4 separate regions of the Sus scrofa genome follow, and regions 2, 3 and 4 are each linked to region 1. A link is a contact called in public targeted proximity ligation data. All regions are on one chromosome and are shown on one strand. The core of a region is the stretch at or near the end of the contact, and the rest is flanking DNA. Distances in the headings are between cores, read along the strand shown. Region 1 overlaps CDC42EP3 (cdc42 effector protein 3). Region 2 has its middle 120 kb from the start of CDC42EP3. Region 3 has its middle 94 kb from the start of QPCT. Region 4 has its middle 78 kb from the start of RMDN2.

Evidence for each region.
Region 2: a targeted proximity ligation map of skeletal muscle shows a contact between it and region 1. A contact is called at or near these places in 3 of 47 Hi-C or Micro-C datasets (fetal heart ventricle, fibroblasts and skeletal muscle) and 2 of 2 datasets of targeted methods (alveolar macrophages and skeletal muscle).
Region 3: a targeted proximity ligation map of skeletal muscle shows a contact between it and region 1. A contact is called at or near these places in 1 of 47 Hi-C or Micro-C datasets (embryonic fibroblasts) and 1 of 2 datasets of targeted methods (skeletal muscle).
Region 4: a targeted proximity ligation map of alveolar macrophages shows a contact between it and region 1. A contact is called at or near these places in 2 of 2 datasets of targeted methods (alveolar macrophages and skeletal muscle).

What each region holds. Positions count from the first base shown.
Region 1 is chr3:102,555,708-102,559,069 of Sscrofa11.1, reverse strand. All of the region lies in intron 1 of CDC42EP3 (cdc42 effector protein 3), which reads right to left. Among named protein-coding and RNA genes, the nearest start is that of CDC42EP3, 19 kb to the right of the region's middle.
Region 2 is chr3:102,421,756-102,425,028 of Sscrofa11.1, reverse strand. No RefSeq gene overlaps it. Among named protein-coding and RNA genes, the nearest start is that of CDC42EP3, 120 kb to the left of the region's middle.
Region 3 is chr3:102,726,896-102,730,285 of Sscrofa11.1, reverse strand. No RefSeq gene overlaps it. Among named protein-coding and RNA genes, the nearest start is that of QPCT, 94 kb to the left of the region's middle.
Region 4 is chr3:102,383,999-102,387,445 of Sscrofa11.1, reverse strand. No RefSeq gene overlaps it. Among named protein-coding and RNA genes, the nearest start is that of RMDN2, 78 kb to the right of the region's middle.

The DNA.
Region 1 (3,362 bases), core at 325-2,824:
GGTCACAGACATGGCTTGGATCCCGTGTTGCTGTTGGGTAGGCCAGCAGCTGTAGCTCCAATTCGATCCCTAGCCTGGGAACTTCCATATGCTGTGGCTGCGGCCCTAAAAAGACAAAAATTAAAAATAAATAAAAATAAAACATTCCATCTTAGCGGACTAGAGGAAGACTTCCTTTACTGGTTTTGAAAAAGGATGCCACTATATGGAGTTCCCATTGTGGCACAGTGGAAACGAATCCGACTAGGAACCATGAGGTGGCGGGTTCAATCCCTGGCCTCACTCAGTGGGTTAAGGATCTGGCTGTTGCTGTGTGCTGGGTGTAGGTTGCAGACATGGCTTGGATCTGGCGTTGCTGTGGCTGTAGTGTGGGCCGGCAGCTGTAGCTCCGATGAGACCCCAGCCTGGGAAGCTCCATGTGCCATGAGTGTGGACCAAGAAGCAGAAGGAAAAAAAAAAAAATAGGATGCCACTATACTGAGATGAACTCTGCCAGCAACCTGAGGGAACCTGGAAGTGGATCTTCCTGATCACTTGGAACCAGAAGTGTCCAAGGGGAAGTTGAGGACTTAGCTCCAACCCCTAGTTTACAGCCTATTGAGATTATGCATCTAAGCTCTGCTGGAACTCCTGACCTGCAAACACTGTCAGACAATGGGTGGGGGAAGCCACTGCCTGTAGAAAATTAACGTACCTTCCCTGCGCATGCTACATTACACAATTAGAAATGATGCGCTACATGGAGGCTTGAGGGCTCTCATCTGAAATATGAGACACTCTTCACCTCTTGAAAATAATCCTCCAACTCTTCAGTCACATCAGCCAACATGGAGAAGCTAAAACCTTCCTCACTGTGGGAGTTCCTAAAATGGCTCTGCTGTGACCTCTCCCATTGGGCTCTCCTCCCCCTGGCCACAGAGCAAATAAATACGTAATTACTCTGAGGCTTGGGTTAGATGGTGGCTTGAGAGCCACATTTGCTTTGTAGCAGCTGGCTGTGTGCATGTGCCCCATGCCCCATCTATCTTTCCTTTCAACAAGAGTTTTAAATTCATTTGCCTGTGGCAGGTGTCGATAACTGTACTCTAGTACTCACTGGCAAGGTAACAGCTGGCTCTCTTTGGGAAGGAGCAGGCACCCAGGCCTGAGAAGGCAGAGGAAAAGTGGAGAGACCACTGTACCCTAATTTTGGGAGTGGAGAGGAGGCTAGTGCTGCATGAGGGTTTGCACCCAGAACAGACTAACCTGGAAGCTGTCAGATAAGACCACACACTCCCCAGAGGAGCCTGGAGAGTCTGCCTTCCCAACACAGATTAGGAGGGCACAGAGATACCATGTTATCAAGAGACGCTTGATACCAAGCAAGTAGATGGGGAACCCTAGCACAGTAAGGCATGCCTGTGAGCCTGACATTCTCATAGCGTTAATTCTAATTTGGGTCTTAATAGTAACAAAAGTGGAAGTCTTGGGTCTTCCTGCTAAAACATCAGAATGTCTTTACCCTCTAAGTGTACAACAGCCCAGGGCTCTTGCACCCAGGGTGGCTGACATCACCTCCCTGCCCTTCTGGGCATAGCGTGATGACTGCCTGCAGGAACAGCTGAGACGCTGGGCCTGCAGAAGGTGGGGGTGGGGGGCACCCTAAGGAACAGCTGCCCACTAGAGCCATGTCCTCAGCATACATGGCCAGGAGGGCAGCTGCCATGGAACAATCCAGTGTGTCCACCATAACTCCAGGGCATGCAAGGGCGGTGTGTGGTCAGCTGGTGGAGCCAGGGTTATGCAAGGCCAGAACCAAGGCATGGCATTCATTTCAAACCCCTTAGAGAAGTAAAAATACCATGAAGATGTAGTCAAGAGTGCTTCTCTGCTTCTCTGACTAGATCACTCACATTCACCCTTTACTTGTACAGTGACTGGGGATGTTGGGGAGCAAAAGTAAGGAGAGAAGGTAGAGGATATGTTTGCTATACTTGGAAGGCCCAGGGGAGGAATGCCCAGTCCTCAGTCCCTGCCTGGCCACATCCATGGCCATGGGCACTGCAGGCCCCTCACCAGAGATTTGCTCGGCCTGGTAGAAGTTGAGTTTTATGTCAGCGGAGTGGACACAAAGGTGGGAGAGAAGCAACAACAACAACAACAAAAAAAATAGAGAAAAAACTAAGAAAACGGTTGGTGAGTAGAGGTTAGATAAGCTTCAGGCAGTGAGATTCTCAGGAGTAGGAGAATGGGAATACCTTAAAAGGCGTTTTTCTTTCTTTCTACAAATATTTACATAGTATTTGCTGCATGACAGGATGGAGGCTTCTAGGACTTTGGAAACAATAATTTGAATTTCTACTATGCCAGGGGTAAGAGCTCCCCTAGTACATTGGAAGTTTAAGGGAAAAAAAAGGGAACTTGCTGAAGAAATAACAATTTTATAACTTTAGACGAGCTGATGTTTGTGATATGATGCTGGGGAAATATCTGAGAGCTCTGACTCTATCCCTCTATCTTATCTGTTATTTTCCCTCTTCCAGCTCAGGGACAGCCATGCTTGATCCCAGAAGAGATAATCCAGTATCAATGACTTTACCCTGACGCTTTCCTCTCCTCCTTTCTGAATATTCTGGGCTCCCTGGCTTATCAGTCAGTGGACAGCCACACCCCTTTCCTTTCCCAGGCTGACTGCTGGCAACATCATCTCAGCTGTTGTTAATGCAGGAGCCTAAGAGGCAGTTTCTTCATTGGGAACAAAGTGGGGAGGGCATGCGTCCTCAGAGGGTATGTATGTGTCTACTGGGAACCACCAACACTTCATATGACAGGAAATGTTTATTGAGAGTGTCTCTATGTGCTGAGCACTGTTCTAACCTTTGATGTGCACTAGCTCATTCACAAGAACCCATGTTAATGTCCCCATTTTAGCCATGAGGCCCCGAGGCACAGGCTTTGCCAAAGCTACATGGCTACCAGCACTAAGCCAAGTGACTGATCTTGGGCTCCAGACACTGAGGTCTTTACATTTAAGGAGCACACTTTCTGGGAACTCAGTCAGCTCCCAAAGACAAAGGGGGTGCTTTCCAAGCCTGTTTAAAGTATAATTGATAATATGTTGTGCTGTTAAGGGTAGGGAAGCATATACAGGTCCAACCTCAGTGGAGGGTGAAATTTATCAAAACAACAAATCACAGAGTTCCCATTATGGTGCAGGGGATTAAGAACAGAATTACAGCAGCTTGGGTTGCTGCAGAGGCATGGGTTCAATTCTTGTCCCTGCAGCTTGGATTCAGTCTCTAGCCTGGGAACTTCTATAAAACTTTAGAGGACTGGTTATACAAATTAAGGTGTATACATAGAAATGAATATTACACAGGTCT
Region 2 (3,273 bases), core at 174-2,673, 130 kb after region 1:
TTCAAGTAATAAATCACTTTGATCAGAAAAAGATTCAAGAAATGCAGCTAAAAGTCTGTCTCCCCAGCCACATGGCTTTGATCTCTGGAAAAGTGGCTATTCCTGCAGACAGCAATTCATGGGTCTTGATTAGCCTATTCAAACTGGTGACTGTGATTTCACCATGGATACAGCACAATAAAATCAGTAAGTGTTGGCTGGGCTTTAAATAGCTGTCTTTTCAGAGAAAACCTAGTTGCACAAGGGAAAGGTGGCTGTGCCAGCCTAGAGACAACTGTTTACATTGTACTAACCCTCCAGTCTAGGGGGAAATCTTGTTCAAGGCATCAGGAAGAAACAAGTGATTCTAGCTTTAACTAAGATCCCTTTAGTTGGCAGCAGCAAATCAGCACAAATGAGGACAAGCATCCCAGATTGAGAGGTTTCCTCTTTCTGCCCCTGAAATGCCACCAACCAGGCTATGAGCACCTATCTCCTAAACTGGGGCCTCTGGCTTCCAGGGTGGTTGGCTTGATTTGATAGAAGTTCAAACCCCTAAACCCACTTCTTCATTTAAATTGCTGATACTTGTCTTATATTTCTAGGCAGGCAGCTGAAATTTCCCCATGATTCTCTTTTGCACCTTTTGGCCAATAAATGTAAACACAGCACCAGTCAAGTGTTGAGTCCACAGAATTTGCAGTGGGGCCAGCAGAGACAGGTTTGATGGGGAACACGTGTGGACACAGGCCCCAGTCTTCTTGGGACAGTCCTGCTTTATGCCTATCATTTTGGAGTCCCACCTTGCCTGCATTTACACCTTCAGCGTTTCTGGCTTGGATGATGCATTATGGAGCCACCCTGAGGAGAACCATTTCCCCAGCCCCAGGTATTATTGGAAATAATTGATGTGCATAGGCCCTTTTGTTTGGATGAAGAATGAGGTTTTGCTTAGGCAGGTGGACTTGAGGGAGGCCGAGAAAAGGGGCTTACTCTTGGCTCTGCTCTCTCCACAGGAATCACAGACTAAGTCACAGGCTGAAGGAGCCCCACTGATGAGGGTCTTATGAGATTTGGGGAGGGCAGTCTTCACATTTTTCTGGTGACACGGCATCTGTGGTGCTGCAGCAGAGTGGCTGAGAAGCAAGCTCCCTTCCTCCTAGAGCTTGGCCAGAGAATGTACCCACTTGTTCCTGGAATAGTCAGGACTTCCAGCAGTCACCAGAGCGCCTTCACCAGAAGGTAAGATGCCTGAGATTGTGTTTAACTTACTGGATAAGCTTTAAACTTGTGCTCAAGGATTGGTTTCGAGATCCAGATCAGCATCCTTCTTCTGGAGACTTCTTGGGCCAAAAAATAAGGGATGCTTGTCCTCAGCTGCCATGTTGGGTCTGGATGGCCTCCAGGGGAGTCATTTTCCCTATTTAACCACACACTCCCTGCACAGATGGTATTTGTGCTCAGGAGATGACTCACTCCTTGTCAGCATACCTTTCTATATTAAATATCAGTTCAAACTCACTGGGTTTCTGAGTAAGTTAGGTGGCACTAGAAGAACTCTTCTTTTCTGGGAGCTGTGTAGATTTGGAATTCACTCACAAGATCCACTCTCTACAGAGTATGAGAGACTTTTTGAGACTTCTCTATTTAAGATCTGGGTTTAAAGTCCAACTCTCTAACTTAATCAGCCACATTGTCTTGAGATTTTTATTATCTCTGTGCCTGAATTTAATCACTTATAAATGAGAACAATGCTATCAACCTCATAGAGCTGCTGGGAAGATGAAGTGAAGTCATGGCACAGAGAAAATTTGAAGCAAATATTTTTTGAATGAATAAATGACCAAAGTAATAATAGAAATGTGAAAAATTTTCAACCCGGCCATTGTATGTTCTAAGTTCTTGCCATCTTACAGTTAAGTGAAGGAATTGGGATGCAAACCGGTGTCTCATGGGCACCCAAGATAATGCTCATAACTTTTACCTGCACTGCCTCTTTTATACTTTTGTCACCAGAGACTCCTTGGGAAAGAACAAGCAGCTTCTTTAACTGTGGATCCCTTTAACTCTAGTGTAATGAGTTTCCTATGTTTTTATACCTTACTGAGTTTAATAGGAAAAATACTCCTATGCCATGTGTTGATATGAACAAAGATTTTGGTGTCTGCACTAAGTAATCAATACCAAATATTGGGATCAAGTCCCCAGCATCTGCTACCTGTTACTCTGAGCAGAGAATGTGTTAAGCTTATGCCGCAGAAATAATTTCATTGACGTGGAGACAGAAACCAGTTTTTTGCTACTTGCTTTGTGGCTGGTGAAAAACAAAGTACATAATGACTTGACTCTACACCTGTGGCAAATAGTGGTCCTCCCTCTCCAGTTGCTGGAAAGGGCTTCCCTTTTCTTGGGCACAGTGTTTCCCTGGCTTCTGATAGCCTCAGTGACTTTGAATTCATCTTCTGTCACTATGAAAGTGTGCACAAGCATTTGCTCAGAACTGTGTTAGATTCTGTGTGGTTGCTTCCAGAGGTAGTAATCCTGGCCTTTGCTGAAAAAATCAAGATAGGAACTATTATCTATTACGAGGTTGCTACATTCTTAGGGCTATAGTAGTTGCTTCATATATTGTTACAGTTAGGGTAGGCTAGTTTATGCTTTGTTAACAAACAACCCCCAAATCTCAATAGCAAACAATACCTTTACTTCTCAATCTTATGAATGTCCCATGCAGGTTGGCCGGGGATCTCTGCTCCATATTTCTTCATACTTCAACCTGGAATAAAAGAGCTTCCACCTGCTCCATCTATGGCATTCCTGGTTGCCATGCAAGAAGGGAGCACAGCAGTGTCTTACACTGGCTAGTAAACGCTTCTGCATAGAACAACACAGAGTACTTCTGCTCTTAATTCATTGGCCAAAGCAAGTCCCATGGAAAAATCCAACTTCAAGGGACTAGGGAAATGCAGTCTTCCATGTGCCACAAAGGAGGGAGTAAGCATTGTTAGTCAGGTGCTCAAATGACCACCGCACTTTCAAGATCTATCTTAAACCTCAGGACAGCTCAGTGAGGAGGGTCTATTATCTTTCCCATGTTCTAGATGGAGATACTAAGAAAGGTTAAGTAACTTTCCCAAGGTCACACAGCTAATGAATAGAAGGACAAGATTTGAACAGAAACTTGGGGCAAAGGAGGATCTTCTACAGGACCCCCGGGCATGTGGGGCAGGGTCCTTATGGATTCATTCCTTTCAGCCACTCTTGAGCTTCCCTGCCTTTGGTTCTCTTTCTGTA
Region 3 (3,390 bases), core at 131-2,630, 170 kb before region 1:
TTTGGTGTTGGGGAAGGTCTCTGGACCTGTCCCCTCAAAATGTCAGGAGCTTACTGTGTTTCCAAAGAAGGATGGTGCCTAGAAAATGTATCCTTTGGTGATTTAAAAAAAATATGTAGGGGTCATTACATGGATATTTGAAATATCTGGTTCTTTTAAAATCAGGCAGATGATGTTAAAGGTTGTTGGTGCTGATGAAGAAGAGAGTGGTTAATTAGAAGGATCTCAGTAACCTCCTTTACAGAGGCAAACTAAATCCAAAACACAGTGTATGGGCAAGTACTATTAAAAAGCACAGCAACACAAAACTCACAGGGCTCCACAAGAATACAACCCAAACCAAACTTCAGCCCTCCTGGTTTACATAATTCCAGAAAAGATCCAATAAGGAGGCTAATAGGCAGCATAGGATGGCCATGGCCAAGCAGAACTGACAGGGAAATCTCCATGAGTCCTCACATTTTTGGTTTCCCATTAGATTTCATCTCTTTTCTCAAGCAGTAGGATCTGGCAAGAGGCATACCAAAGATTCTATGATTCAACTTTCAGAAGAGCTAGGGGAAGAAGTAAGGTCATGCCACTCTGCTAAGAATCCTCTGTGCTTTAGACCACAGTGTGAGAATTCGGAGGCATGAGGGCAAAAGGAGGTTGCAGCAGGAATCTTGACCTGAAATCAGTTTGGGGAAGTTTTGCATGAAGGTATTTACTTTGGGAAGATAATATTAGCTTACTTATTTCCTATGGAAACTGGAAAATAAATACTCACTTTAAAATAAACGCATGTTCATGTTTAAATTTCTATTGTACCCCTTCTTACTAGTGAATAAGAAAGGTGTATGTGTGTGTGTATGTGTGTGCGCTTCCTTGTGGCTACATTTAAAGATTGGCTTCAACTTATTTTATGGTGGCTGCCAAGCAGACATGGATGGATGGATTTTGATCAGGATAAAGGCAGTTTGCCCATTATCTGCCATTGTGGGACTTATGCCTACCAGTGGGTAGGCCTCCCTGAATTTCAGCTTGTCTGTCAACAGGCTGATGCAGCAGACTGATGTGTTTTGAGGTGGAATTATTTTTCAAAGTCTGTTTGGGCCAGTTTCTGGTCTAGTGCCAGGTCTTACATAATAACTTTACCGAGACAGAAACAACAGGCCCGTTTTTCCGAAGGGCCCTTCAGCTTAGGGCAGTCCTACTTGCCCATTTACTTTTGGTAAAATTCTTTTTCCAATAGACTCTGAGGGAGTCCAGGGTGCAGAAAAGAGGAATGTGTTGTGCTTGTGGATTTAGCAGTTTATCTGTCACCACTCCTGTAAAAGAGCCAGGCTGTCTCACTGGTGATTAATTCAATGCCACTCTTCTCAGGTAACATGGTGTCACTTACTGCATGTGTTTTGCCGGTCTCTGAAGTAAAAGGTGTGCTGATTTCTACATTGGAACAGTAAGTCTGAAGGGAGGGGAATAGCTCTAGGTTTATTAATAACAATGATGACACCATACTTCCTCCTTCCATTGATTTTGAGCACTGTGCCAAGGGTGATACTGCTGGGGTTGTTGTACTTAGGCTGCATATCAAATCATGACACAGTTTCTGCAGGTCAGAAATTTGGGAAGGGCTATAATGGGCAGTTCTGGCATGGGATTTCTCCAGGGGTGATAGTTAAGCAGTGGCTGGAGCTGGAACAGCAGGTATCTATAGGAGTGAGGGTCTAGCTGGGCATCTTTCTCTCCCCAAGTCTCAGATCTTCTCCAAATAGTCTCTCTACTTGGGATAACTGCATTTCATCACAGCATGGTGGCCTCAGGGGGTTGGTTACCATGGTAGCTCAAGGCTCTAATGCTAGTGCTCCAATGAGTTAGGGAGAAGTTACATTACTCTTTCTAACTTAGCTTTGGAAGGCATGCAGTGTCATGTCTGCTGCATTTCTGTTGGTTCTAAGCAAATCTAAATGTACTTAGAAATAATGAGAGGGAACACAGATCCTACTATTTGATGGGAGGAATATCAAGGCCATACTGTGGTCTAGCTTGTGGGGTGGTTCAGTGTTTGGAAAATACAGCTTGTCATAGGTATAGCCCTGCTCAAGACAAAAAGATCACAACAAGACTCCAAATGGAAATCGGCCTTTTAGAACACTGTATGATCTCAAAATCTTACATACCAGTGTGAATAACAGAATATACATTGGTCATTCTGTGAAACCTGATTTATTTTTCTGTATACAAAAGAAGTTTTATTGAAGTATAATTTATGTTTAATAAAATGCATACATTTAAAGTGTACATTTCAATAATTTTTGATAAATATGTGCAACTGTGACAACTACTCTAGTCAAGACACAGAATATTTCTATTAACCCCAAATTCTCTGATCCTTTGTTGTAAATTCTTGTCATTCTTGGCCCCTGACAACCACTGATCTGCTTTATGTTACTATTGATAGTTTTGCCTGCTCTAGATTTTTAAGGACTCTTATGGCATATATGCTTTTGTGGCATATTTTTGAGATTCATCCATTTTGCTGTATGTGTCAACATATACATTGTTGTTGAGTAGAATTCTGCTGTATGTATATACTACAATTTGTTTATCCATTTTCAAGTTTGTAGACATTTGGGTTGTTAATAATTTTTGACTATTATGAATAAAGTTGCTATAACTACTCATGTACAAATTTTTGTGGAGACCTACATTTTTTTTTCTCTTGGATAAATACCTAGGAGTGGGATTGCTGGGTCATATGGGAAGTTTGAATACTTTATAAAATTTTATGAAGTCTATATGAACTTTATAACTGTTATTCAGTTTTCCAAAATTGTTATTCCATTTTGCATTCCCAACAATAATGTATGAAATAATAAGTAAAAATAATGTAGCCTTAAATTCTCAGTAAACTTGATGGTTTCAGTCATTATTTTTAGATAATTCAATGGTATGTAGAGGTTTCAATATGCATTTCTTGTTGATGAAAGATCTTGAGCATCATTTCATGCATTTGTATACCTTCTTTTGTGAAGAGTCTATTCAAATCTTCTGTTTAATTTATACGTTTATGTTTTATGTTTTGTGCTTTTAATTTGCTCTAGACCAAAAATATTTTTACCTACCTCATGGTCACAAAGATTTTCTCTCATGTATTTTTCCAGATGTTTTATTGTTTTAGCTTCTATTTCTATGATCAATTTTGAATTGATTTTTGTGCATGGTGTGAGGTAAGGGTTAAGGTTTATTTCTATGTTTAAAATATGCTATCTGGTTTTTCTAGAACTATGTTGGAAACACTATACTTACTGAATTACATTGGCACCTCTGCTGAAAATCGATTTACTATGTCTGGTTCTGTTTCTGAACTGATTTGTTCCATTTACCTATATGGCTATTCTTATGTAAATG
Region 4 (3,447 bases), core at 451-2,950, 170 kb after region 1:
AAAAAAGAACCCAGGTCAGAACTGTTACACTGAGGTGTTGGTTTGAGGGAAAGTTCCCTTCGACCCAAATCGCTCCAGTCCTGAGCTGATTGCTTCTGCATGGAGAGACCTCCTGCCTCCATCCATGTGCGGCAAGGCCATTGGGTCTATCCCGGGCACTGCTGCAGCACCTCCTGGCCGGAACGACTTCCCACCAGACCACCTGCCTCCATCCTTGTGCGACAGAGCCTGCTGCCTCTATCCTGGCGCTGATACCGAGCTTCTTGGCCTGCCTGAAATCCTTGTTTTGTGTAGGCAAGGACTGCGGGAGATAGCACAGGGCAGATGAACCTTACAGAAACCACCCAGATGGGCGGCTTACAGCTCATGGAGGGCAAGAGGCTGGGGGGAACTTAAACGTCGTATGTTATGCGTGTGTTCTCAAGTCTCAGCACAGAAACATCTTCAAAAGCTTCACTTTTCTGAAACCAGTCAGATTTAGAGGCATTTAAAGAGAGGCTCTTGCAGAGAGTCCTGCTCCTGCTTCATATTCTTTAGCTGTTTAGGAAGCTGTGCTGAGACCCTGAGATGAGACAAAGTAGTTTTTTCCAGAATGTTCCTGTTTCTCAGATTGTGACTCTTTTGACCAGCATATACTGGATAGGAAATCTCAGTTCAGTTGTATTTGCCGGTTGTTATGACAGACAAAAATCACTCGTGTGAGCACACCAGGCACAGACACTGTTCTGAACCACTCACCTATGTGAAGGCATTTTATCCTCACAGCAACCCTATGAAGAAGGTTTTCCTTTGAGGGATCTGATTTATGGAGATTACATAGCTTGCCCAGCTGGTAAGTCATGTATTTGTTTCCTAAGGCTCCTGTAACAAATTACCACAAACTGGGTGGCTTGAGATGACAGAAATTTATTCTCTCATAGTTCTGGGGTTCAGAAGTTCCACATCAAGATGCCAGCAGGACCACACTCCCTCCAAAGCCTCTTAGGAAGAATATTTCCAGCTTCAGGTAGCTGCAGGTGTTCCTTGGTCAGCATCACTCCAGCCTTTGCCTCCATCTTCACATGGCCTCCTCTTCTTCTGCATCTGTGTCTGCTCTTATAAGACACTTGTCGCTGGCTACAAGACCCACCCTGGTAATTCAGGATGAGCTCATCTCAGACATTCTCAGTGTATTTACATCTGCAAAGGCCCTTTTTCCAAATAAGGCTGCATTCACAGGTTCCCAGGGTGAGGAGGTGCTCATATCTGGGGGAAGGGCACCCTTTAACCCACTAAACAGCTGGAGTTCAGTCAGGTAGTGAAGCTTTAGAGCACAGCCTCCTAACCCTTATGCTACCCTCTTTCACACGCTGACTTTTCATAGGTGTCAAGAAGACACTGGCTAAGTTAACCTGGGCTTTTCAGAGATCATCACAGCACTGAAGAGTGCATTTTTTTGTCTTAAGTAGCCTGTCCACATTCTGGAGGGGCAGCCGGTAAAGTACACGCTATCCCCTCTGATGGAGGAGGAGGAAAAACAGGATATTGGGTTCCTTTTAAAAGAGGACTGAACGTAGCTCTGTAAATGTTAAAAGCTTATATATTTTCAAAAAAATTCAAACACAAGCATAAAACCTCATTGCCTCAAAACCACAGCTGACGAAACCACCATTGACAAAGAATTACTCCACAGGCAGTGAAAATCTGACAAAACACAGCGATAGTCCAAAATACGGTGTTAGGTCATTACCCAGACACCAGCAGAGTGGAGTCTTCTACCATAGTTCCTTTGTGCTGAGAGAAAACATATTTTGAAATGAAGCCTGCAGCTTAAGTGCAGAAAACTTAAAGCTGTAGACAATCAATATTGTCATTTAAAGGGTGAACTTTATTTCTTCTGAGGTAAAGTGATGAGCCCAGGCAAAGCACTCACTCTACCAGATATGATTTGAAACAGCTGAAAAATAAACTTCTGACAATAAGATTTTAGGACAGAAACACTGCCAGAGCTCTAAGTGCCTTTGAGAATCATAAAAAGAAAGTAAACAATGCCAAAGGCCAGACGAACAAAAGGAAAATTCTTACTTCGTTTGTTCTCGTCAAATACCGTAGAAAAATAATCTGTGCTTAGCCAGTTCTTCTGGAGTCCAAATTCCTGCCCTGTGCTCATCATTCTGTTTAAGCTCTGTGCTTTCAGGCTGTCATTAAATGCCTTACATTTGTGGATGGGGCCAAGATAGTTTTCAATCTGAAGCCATTGAGAGCCTCAAGGCAGATTCTGAAGGTCTTTACCACCTGAGCCTGGCCATCTGGGCTCTTCTTTCACAGCTGTGACATTGTCTTGGTGTCTGACCCCTATGGGAGAGCTGAGTCCATTAGCAGAATCCTTATGCCTTCGGCAACTTCAATTAGCCAAGAGCATGCCAGGAGGTCAAGGTGCTGGTGATAGAAAAAAAACAGATCATAAGAAAACCCTCTGGTTTAAGCTTTGTGAACAAGAGGCTTATTTTGTCAGACCCCCAGAGCTGCCTTATGAACAAGCCAGAAGCTAACTGGGCAGTGAAGGAATGGGGAATGGGTGAGTGACAAACTGGGTTGTTGCTTCTTAACAGAGACTTGACTATATTAACAAGCATGGTGTGGTTAACTGACTAGTCCCAGAATTTTACCAGCTACCCCGGAGCTTGCTGATGAACACTGTCCCAGGGACCTGTGTTAGGATGAGTTCCTTCTGATAGCTTACTCCTTTGGATGGAGTCCAAGAGGGCCACGCGCCCTGTGGAATTCCACACCGTAACCGGGCATGCTTCAGAGAGATTCCAGAGCAGTGATGATTTTACTTATTTAGGCTGAAGGTTATCTGCTCGTCCTCCTCCAGATCCCTTTAAGCCAAGGGAAGGGCACCTCGTTAGTGTCAGATGTCGAGGGTCTGGTTCCCTTTACCCAAATGAGCTTTTCATGTCATACATACTCCTGAAGATCTGAGAAGACTTTTCTTTTGGGATTTGGCTAGGAAAGAAGGCATCATAGGAAAGAAGGCATCATAACCTGACATGGCAGTGGGGGGCTCTGAAGCCTGGGGTTACTGCTCATCTTGGTGCTATTCATGGAGGCTCTCGGGGGAAATGTCCTAAAATCTCTTTATAGTTCTTGCAATTAATCTTAGAGTTCTGGTTGCCAGTTTTGGGTAGAAACATATGAACTAACAGCAGTTTGATAATTTTTATGTCAAGAAAAAGCTAATGCATTATCATGAGGATTGTAATGCAATGATGAGATAGTGTGGGTAGGGAGCAAATTTGGAGTATTTTCTTATTTCTTTTGTTCTGTGCAGAACCAGCTAGGGAAAAGTGACATTTTAAAGGGAAATGATGAAATTTATTTAAGTCAATACATAACAGCTCGCTTTCCCTCATCTGAGTTCTGAACTGTTTGAGAAATGGACAAGAAATTAGGCAGAGAGTGGTT